Linked DNA regions of Zea mays: region 1 is linked to region 2. Evidence: chromatin contacts called from public Hi-C data. All regions are on one chromosome and are shown on one strand. The core of a region is the stretch at or near the end of the contact, and the rest is flanking DNA. Distances in the headings are between cores, read along the strand shown. Region 1 holds the start of LOC100382238. Region 2 holds the start of LOC103652964.

Region 1 (3,226 bases), core at 72-2,571, 310 kb after region 2:
CCTAGGAGCCATTGGAGCTCCATTTGGTAGGCTTTGGTTGCCTTCTGTCCGCGGGTGCACCGGACTGTCCTGCGCTCCAAGTGACCGTTGTCCCTCGGTCGACGTGGCAGGTAGTCGTTGGCTAGCTGGCACACCGGACTGTCCGACATTCTGCGCGAACGGTTCGATGAATTATAGCCGATGTAGGCTGAAATTCCCGAGAGCAGCCAGTTGGCCGGATCGTGCATCGGACTGTGCGGTGCACACCGGACTGTCCAGTGCTACGCACTCTAGCCCAACTTCTCATTTTTTCAATCTTATTCTCTTTTGATCCTTTTGTTTTGACTTCATAAAGTCCCTGGCACTTAGACAAATAGGATTAGTTCACAAAACAATTGACTAAGTGTCCAGAGCTTACATTTTTCACTTGGTCCCATATAGATTTATATTGTGTCCTCTTCCAAGCTCAATTTACTTCGTGTACATTTGCTCATTTCTCATGTTAGTATAAACATAATGTGGTGTGCATTTAATCACCAAAACAATATAAAAATGACCCAAGGGCACATTTCGCTTTCACTGAGTCATATACTAGTTGTTTGACTACTAAATATATAGCTAGGGTCGGACACTATAGATTTGATTTAGGGATTCGGGGCGACCGCCCCTTTACCCTACCCTCGAGCCTGACGCTCCATATACAATAGTCTAAGCCGGTATGTTTATGATAAATTGAGACATGTTGCACTTCTATTGGGCTTATTTGGTTCTCTCCTAGTCTCCTGATGAAGTCTGATCTGGACAACAATTTAGGCGCCTGATTTCGACTAGGAGGCTACGACCTAAACAAGGCAAATCTAACACGCCCTAAGGTCATTCTCAATGCATAGTTTCACAAGAAGTTTCATACAATAATTAGAGTGGCACATCATATTTTTAGATGATATGGCACCCTATTTATTATGAAATTGATGAAAATAGTTTCATCACTATGAAACTATGTGAACTCATTTCCAAGACATTGAAAAACACATGAAACCACCATTTAGAATAAATCGTTTCATCTCTATTTATTTTATGCATTTATATTGGTTATTTAGATGCAACATTTAATTGATATTGTAACCTATATAATCGTGAAAGGAAACTTTGTATTAAGAGTGTATGTTTTATTTTTTATTTTATCTCGTCTTGATGATATGGTAGTATTAGAAATAATGCAACAAAAAGAATGGTCTAATATAAAATGCAGTACCGCAACAGGCAGCCGGCTACATGGCCTGATGGGCGCGAGGGATAAAAGCCCAACTCCCAATTCCCCATCTCGCTTGCTGTGTACTCGCGCTCCAGCTCACCATTTCTCCTCTCCCTTCCCTTCCCTAAGCATCTCAGCGAATCCAATCGATCCGAAGGCGATGGACCAGCAGGGTGCGGGCGGGGACGTGGAGGTGCCGGCGGGGCTGGGGCTGACGGCGGCGGAGTACGAGCAGCTGCGTCCGACGGTGGACGCGCACCACCGCTACGCCGTGGGGGAGGGCCAATGCTCCTCGCTGCTGGCGCAGCGCATCCACGCGCCGCCGGCCGCCGTCTGGGCCATCGTCCGCCGCTTCGACTGCCCGCAGGTGTACAAGCACTTCATCCGCAGCTGCGCGGTCCGGCCGGACCCGGACGCCGGCGACGCCCTCCGCCCCGGCCGCCTCCGCGAGGTGTGCGTCATCTCGGGCCTCCCCGCCAGCACCAGCACCGAGCGCCTGGACCACCTCGACGACGCCGCCAGGGTGTTCGGCTTCTCCATCACCGGGGGCGAGCACCGCCTCCGGAACTACCGCTCCGTCACCACCGTCTCCGAGCTCGCGGGCCCCGGGATCTGCACCGTCGTGCTCGAGTCCTACGCCGTCGACGTCCCCGACGGCAACACCGAGGACGACACCCGCCTCTTCGCCGACACCGTCATCAGGCTCAACCTCCAGAAGCTCAAGTCCGTCGCCGAGGCCAGCACCTCCAGTTCCGCACCCCCGCCGCCGTCGGAGTAGCGGGCGGCCGGAATCGGCAAGGGGAGAAACGCAGCAGCAAGTTTTGGGCGTTTTTCTGTTATTTCACTTCTCTGGGAAATGGTCTCTCTGAATTAAATCTGATCGTGGATGGATTTGGACTGGACGAGAGGAGGAGAGGAGGGGTCGGGTCAGCTTGAATCAGGTGTCGCGTTGCCAGGGTGGCGACCTGTAATAACCTCTCCTTCATCTCCTAGATTCATTCCTTTCATCTCCTAGATTCATTCCTTTCATCTTTGCTTCTTCCAGAATTTGGTTAATTTCAGCTTTACGCGAGTGGAATGATTCCTTAGAATTGCTGCTTCTCATATATCTTTGCATTGCATGTTCGCGTTGCATGTTTGCAAGTAGTAGTAATCTTCTTGCATGTGATCCTGATCCATTGCGTAGTTTGTTTGCAGTACAAATGCAAGGTAAAGCCTAGTGTTGCTAGCGCTACAGGATCACTGACTGGTCAATTGTCCTTCATCTAATTAGTTCCACTCATGTCTTCTTAGCAGCTGTTCACTGGTGATGAGTATGCATGGTTAATTTCGTTGCTGCACCTGAATTTGCTGAGTAACTTGAGAATGAAGAGGAAAAAAGAAACACTGTGCGGTTCATTCTTTTCTCGCGTCAGGATTTTAGACGAGCTGCTGGTCTGGTTCTGTGTGTTTTGTTTGTGCAGGTGTGCATCATATATTTGAGCAATGGTTACTAAATCTCAGGTATATCATACTCTCATAGCAGTATACGAGGAAATGGCAGGCCTCGTTCCGGTGCTACACTTGACGGTCGTCTTGAGACGCTTGACCTGGCCAGGGTGTTTTTGGTTGTCTCTTGCCATGTTTTCCTGCTACGTGTACAGTGTCTAGAAACAAGCATAAAGCTAGGGCGACGTACTCTTGTTCTGTTTTCATGCAATGGATGGATATGGATGCCCACCATCTTTCTTTCGCAGCTCCCGGAAATTCTTATCTGTACCAGAACAGTGTGATGTGGCGAGCGTATTTTAGTTCGTCTTGTACGTATTTTTCTTGCGCTTTGCGTCGGCTTCGTCAATCAGCGGTGTCTTCGTCACGAACTTGTTTCCCCCCATCTTTCTTTCCTGTTTATTATTTCTTCGTCAATCGTCGCCGTCACCAACTGGTTTAGATTCCTTCTGCTTTGCTTTGCTTTGCAGCCACAACTGAAATACTGTACAATAAAAAAACGGT
Region 2 (3,278 bases), core at 681-3,180:
ATAATAGATAATAATGTACAAAACAAGAAATAAATGATGAACTTACATTAATATAGTCCTTGTCAGTAAGCCACCATAAGCACTTATTGTCAATATCGTACACACGCCAACATACAAATGAAGAAATTCCAGCTGGTAGTTCAACGCCTTTACGTAAAAAGGCAACTTTGCAAGGATGCAGTAGAGAAACAGCAGATGCTTCGTCCTGGTGGAAAGAGTAGAAGATCTCGTTTGGTGCAGCACTGAGTTGTATACCCTTGTTAAGCTTCACGTCGGTAGGTCTATAAAGCCAACTAACACGTAATTTGGGATGGCCGTCTTCCTTTTTCTCAATCCAACGTATCAATCCAATGAACGGAGGAACATCAACAGCCCGAAAAAGAGCACAATCGCCTACTCTAATCTCACGACCGTCCTGAAAATTAAACAGCTTGTTAAAAAGTCATCCAATGACCAGCATCTTGTTCCATTCTCTTGTTAGTTAGGTACAAGTTCAACAATTACAACCTCACAGTCACAGTGCTCATTATGTTAGCAATCAAACAAGCAGCGGGCAAATGTGTTATTGAAATGAACACCAGCAGTCCAGCACAAGCAAGGTCTGCCTTGCATCATTTGCATAAAGTAAAAATACAGCTGCAATAGGAAACTAAGTAATTTGTTAACCCTTGAACGTTATTCACCGGATTAATTCGATGCAAGGCGTCATTTCAGAGAAAAATTAAATAGAAGATCCTTTCATATGGCGTAACAAAATTGCCAATTTGAAAGAGAGCCTGTTCACAGAATTCGATGCAATGATGCAAAAAGAACTCCATGCCAATATTTACATATTAGCATGATTGCAGTCCGTAGTAGTACATCCAAACTCAACAGTTTACTGGACCAAAAACCTCGACGCCTCCGCCACATGAGCAATCTAGTTATCTACTACTGCAGAAGCTTCATATAGCAGGTATTGTACAAGTCCAAGCAGGGAGAAAAAGGGTTAGCAACCTCAGTCAGTCTAAACCCACAAAGTTTAGCAAGCAAGTAATACCCAACAAAGACGCACCTTTACAAAGGAACCGGGTGACACTGGGCGAGGGGGATCGATGCACTCCTGCTGCGCCGCCGATTCCGGCGGAAGAGAAGTCGTCCGAGACGGGGGGACAGATGAGCCAGAAGGAGAAGTAGCTGGTCCTTGTGCAGGTGGTGGTGGAGCTTCTGCCTCTACGCGTGCCGCTGGCCACATGAGCCGAACGAGACGCTGCCTCCTGACGTCGCAACCCTCAGCGCCGCGCCACCCATGCATATCCGGCTCGCTGCATCTTCCCCAACGTCGCCGTCGAACCCTCTTCCTCGCCGAGCTCCGGCGCCGCGCCGCGCCACCATCACCAGATCGCCGGCACTAACCCTAGGCCCTCCGAAACCCTAGATCCGCGAGCCTCCGCTCTGCGCGCATCCGGGACACCCGAATTCGAGTCCAATCGGTCGATTCGGGCGAACCGCCTCACCCGGCGGGAGCTCGAATCCGGTGGAATCGACGGGCTCCGGTCGGGCTCGATTGGGGGTCTGGGGGCTGGGTCAGCGGAGTGGGCTCCGCGGCTTGGACCCGATCCGAGGTGGGGCGGAGGCGGAGAGAGAGAAATTCAGGGATTCAGCGAGAGGGAGAGAGATCGCAGCTGGGTGAGCAGGGACAGGGGCAGGGCACAGCAGAGACGGCGAGGGAGGTCGGGTCGAGAGATGGGGAGAGAGGGGATGATGTCTCGTCTCGACTTGTCCTGGCAGGCCAGGGATGAGAGCAAAGGGGCAAATTCGACCATGCACAGTGACCGCAGCCGCAGGGGACCTCCTTCTGTGCCTGCGCGGCGACGCCGTGTCGCCGTTCATGTGAAGCCAGTGCACTCACACGATGCGGAAGTCAAGGCATATCAAACACGGCTTGTAAATGACATGTTTTAACCCTTTATTTCAGTATTTTACAATATAATGTACTGTTATGTTGTGATGTTTTAGGGCTAGTCCTAACAGTTATTCAGGAAAGAAAACAAGAATCGTGTAGAAATAGTTATGTGACATAAATCTATGTATTACCTCTATTCAAGTGAATTTTCAGCTATGAATAAATATAATGACGAGTTAGTAATAGGTAGCCATTGGGAAAACGAGATGCGAACACTTTTGTCCAAGAGTTTAGCTAATATTGTCAAGTTTTTAAGAACCAATAGGATCTGGAGTATAGAGGTCTTGTTAATTCATCTACTCACTCCCATCGGTACTCCTTTATTTTTAGTTACATAAGAGCATTTACAAGAGTACCTAATATTTAACCTCCCAGTATGTTTAGATTGACATCTCCTCGAAAGTTTTTGAACCTAGCAAACACTGCATTCTCTAACCGTTCCCAATTATTTTGCCAAGATAACACGTGGCTTGTCAGAGTTCAGCTCTTCTAACCGTGCAAGGGCTCCGCGGACTGATGGGTGTTGGCGTAGATGTCGACGGACGCACTGGTGCAGTTACTATTCGAGTCAACGACTTTGGTGTGGCGGCAATCAAGGTAGAACACAACGACGGCGATGTTGAACGTCGTGTTGTGCTCGACGGCCGCCACCCCGCCGTCGACCACTCGACAGCCACAATGTTGTGCCACCCCGCCATCGACCACCCGACGGCCGAGCACGGCACGAGAGCCCCGAGTTTGGCCACGTACAGCGTGTCCTTGGAGATGGTTGCTCACTGGCGAAGCTTGCCACATGGAACTATCTCAGAATCGTTGTTGTTCCACGGACACGCACCTACAGAAATCTCCGCATGGCATAGGTGTTTTTTCGTGTGTGAGTAGATAGGACAGCTGGTACTGTTGGGTGACTGTTTTTTAAAAAAATCTTAAATTAAGGATTTGAATTAGAAGTATTAGAATATGTTGGAGATGCTCTAACGGTTAGTCAGAGGTAATTAGTTTTAAAACAAATTATTTCATCCAAAATACCAAATATTTAAATCAAAATTTTTATGACAAACATTTTATAAATATATTTCTCCTGCTTTATGCAATTTTTACTCGATAGTTTTCAGGGAAAACTAATGGTATGTTTGGTTTGCAACACGGGATGGCCTGCCAGACCACTTGAATTAGGTTTTAGTCTATGGGCTACCATAACCTGATGGAATTAGGTTTTAGTCATCTGCTTAGCATTAGTAGGGTAGCGGGCGAGCCTCTAGAACGAGTTCATTTTTGTGAAAAAATCATCGGTCCACCTCATTATGGTTAGATCCATGTCAAATGAGATGAA

What was found. A called contact is a pair of places that touch in the nucleus more often than the background predicts.
Region 1: a contact with region 2 is called in a Hi-C map of bundle sheath, with 3 times the contacts expected there. The contact joins the promoter of LOC100382238 here to the promoter of LOC103652964 in region 2. A contact is called at or near these places in 3 of 25 Hi-C or Micro-C datasets (bundle sheath, ear and endosperm).

The regions. Positions count from the first base shown.
Region 1 is chr9:118,101,913-118,105,138 of Zm-B73-REFERENCE-NAM-5.0, forward strand. It overlaps LOC100382238, which reads left to right and starts at 1,322. Exons shown (of 1, transcript NM_001357017.1): 1 at 1,322-2,321. The coding sequence starts at 1,395. The coding sequence ends at 2,012.
Region 2 is chr9:117,793,364-117,796,641 of Zm-B73-REFERENCE-NAM-5.0, forward strand. It overlaps LOC103652964, which reads right to left and starts at 1,931. Exons shown (of 5, transcript XM_020544483.2): 1 at 1,055-1,931; 2 at 47-415. The coding sequence starts at 1,294.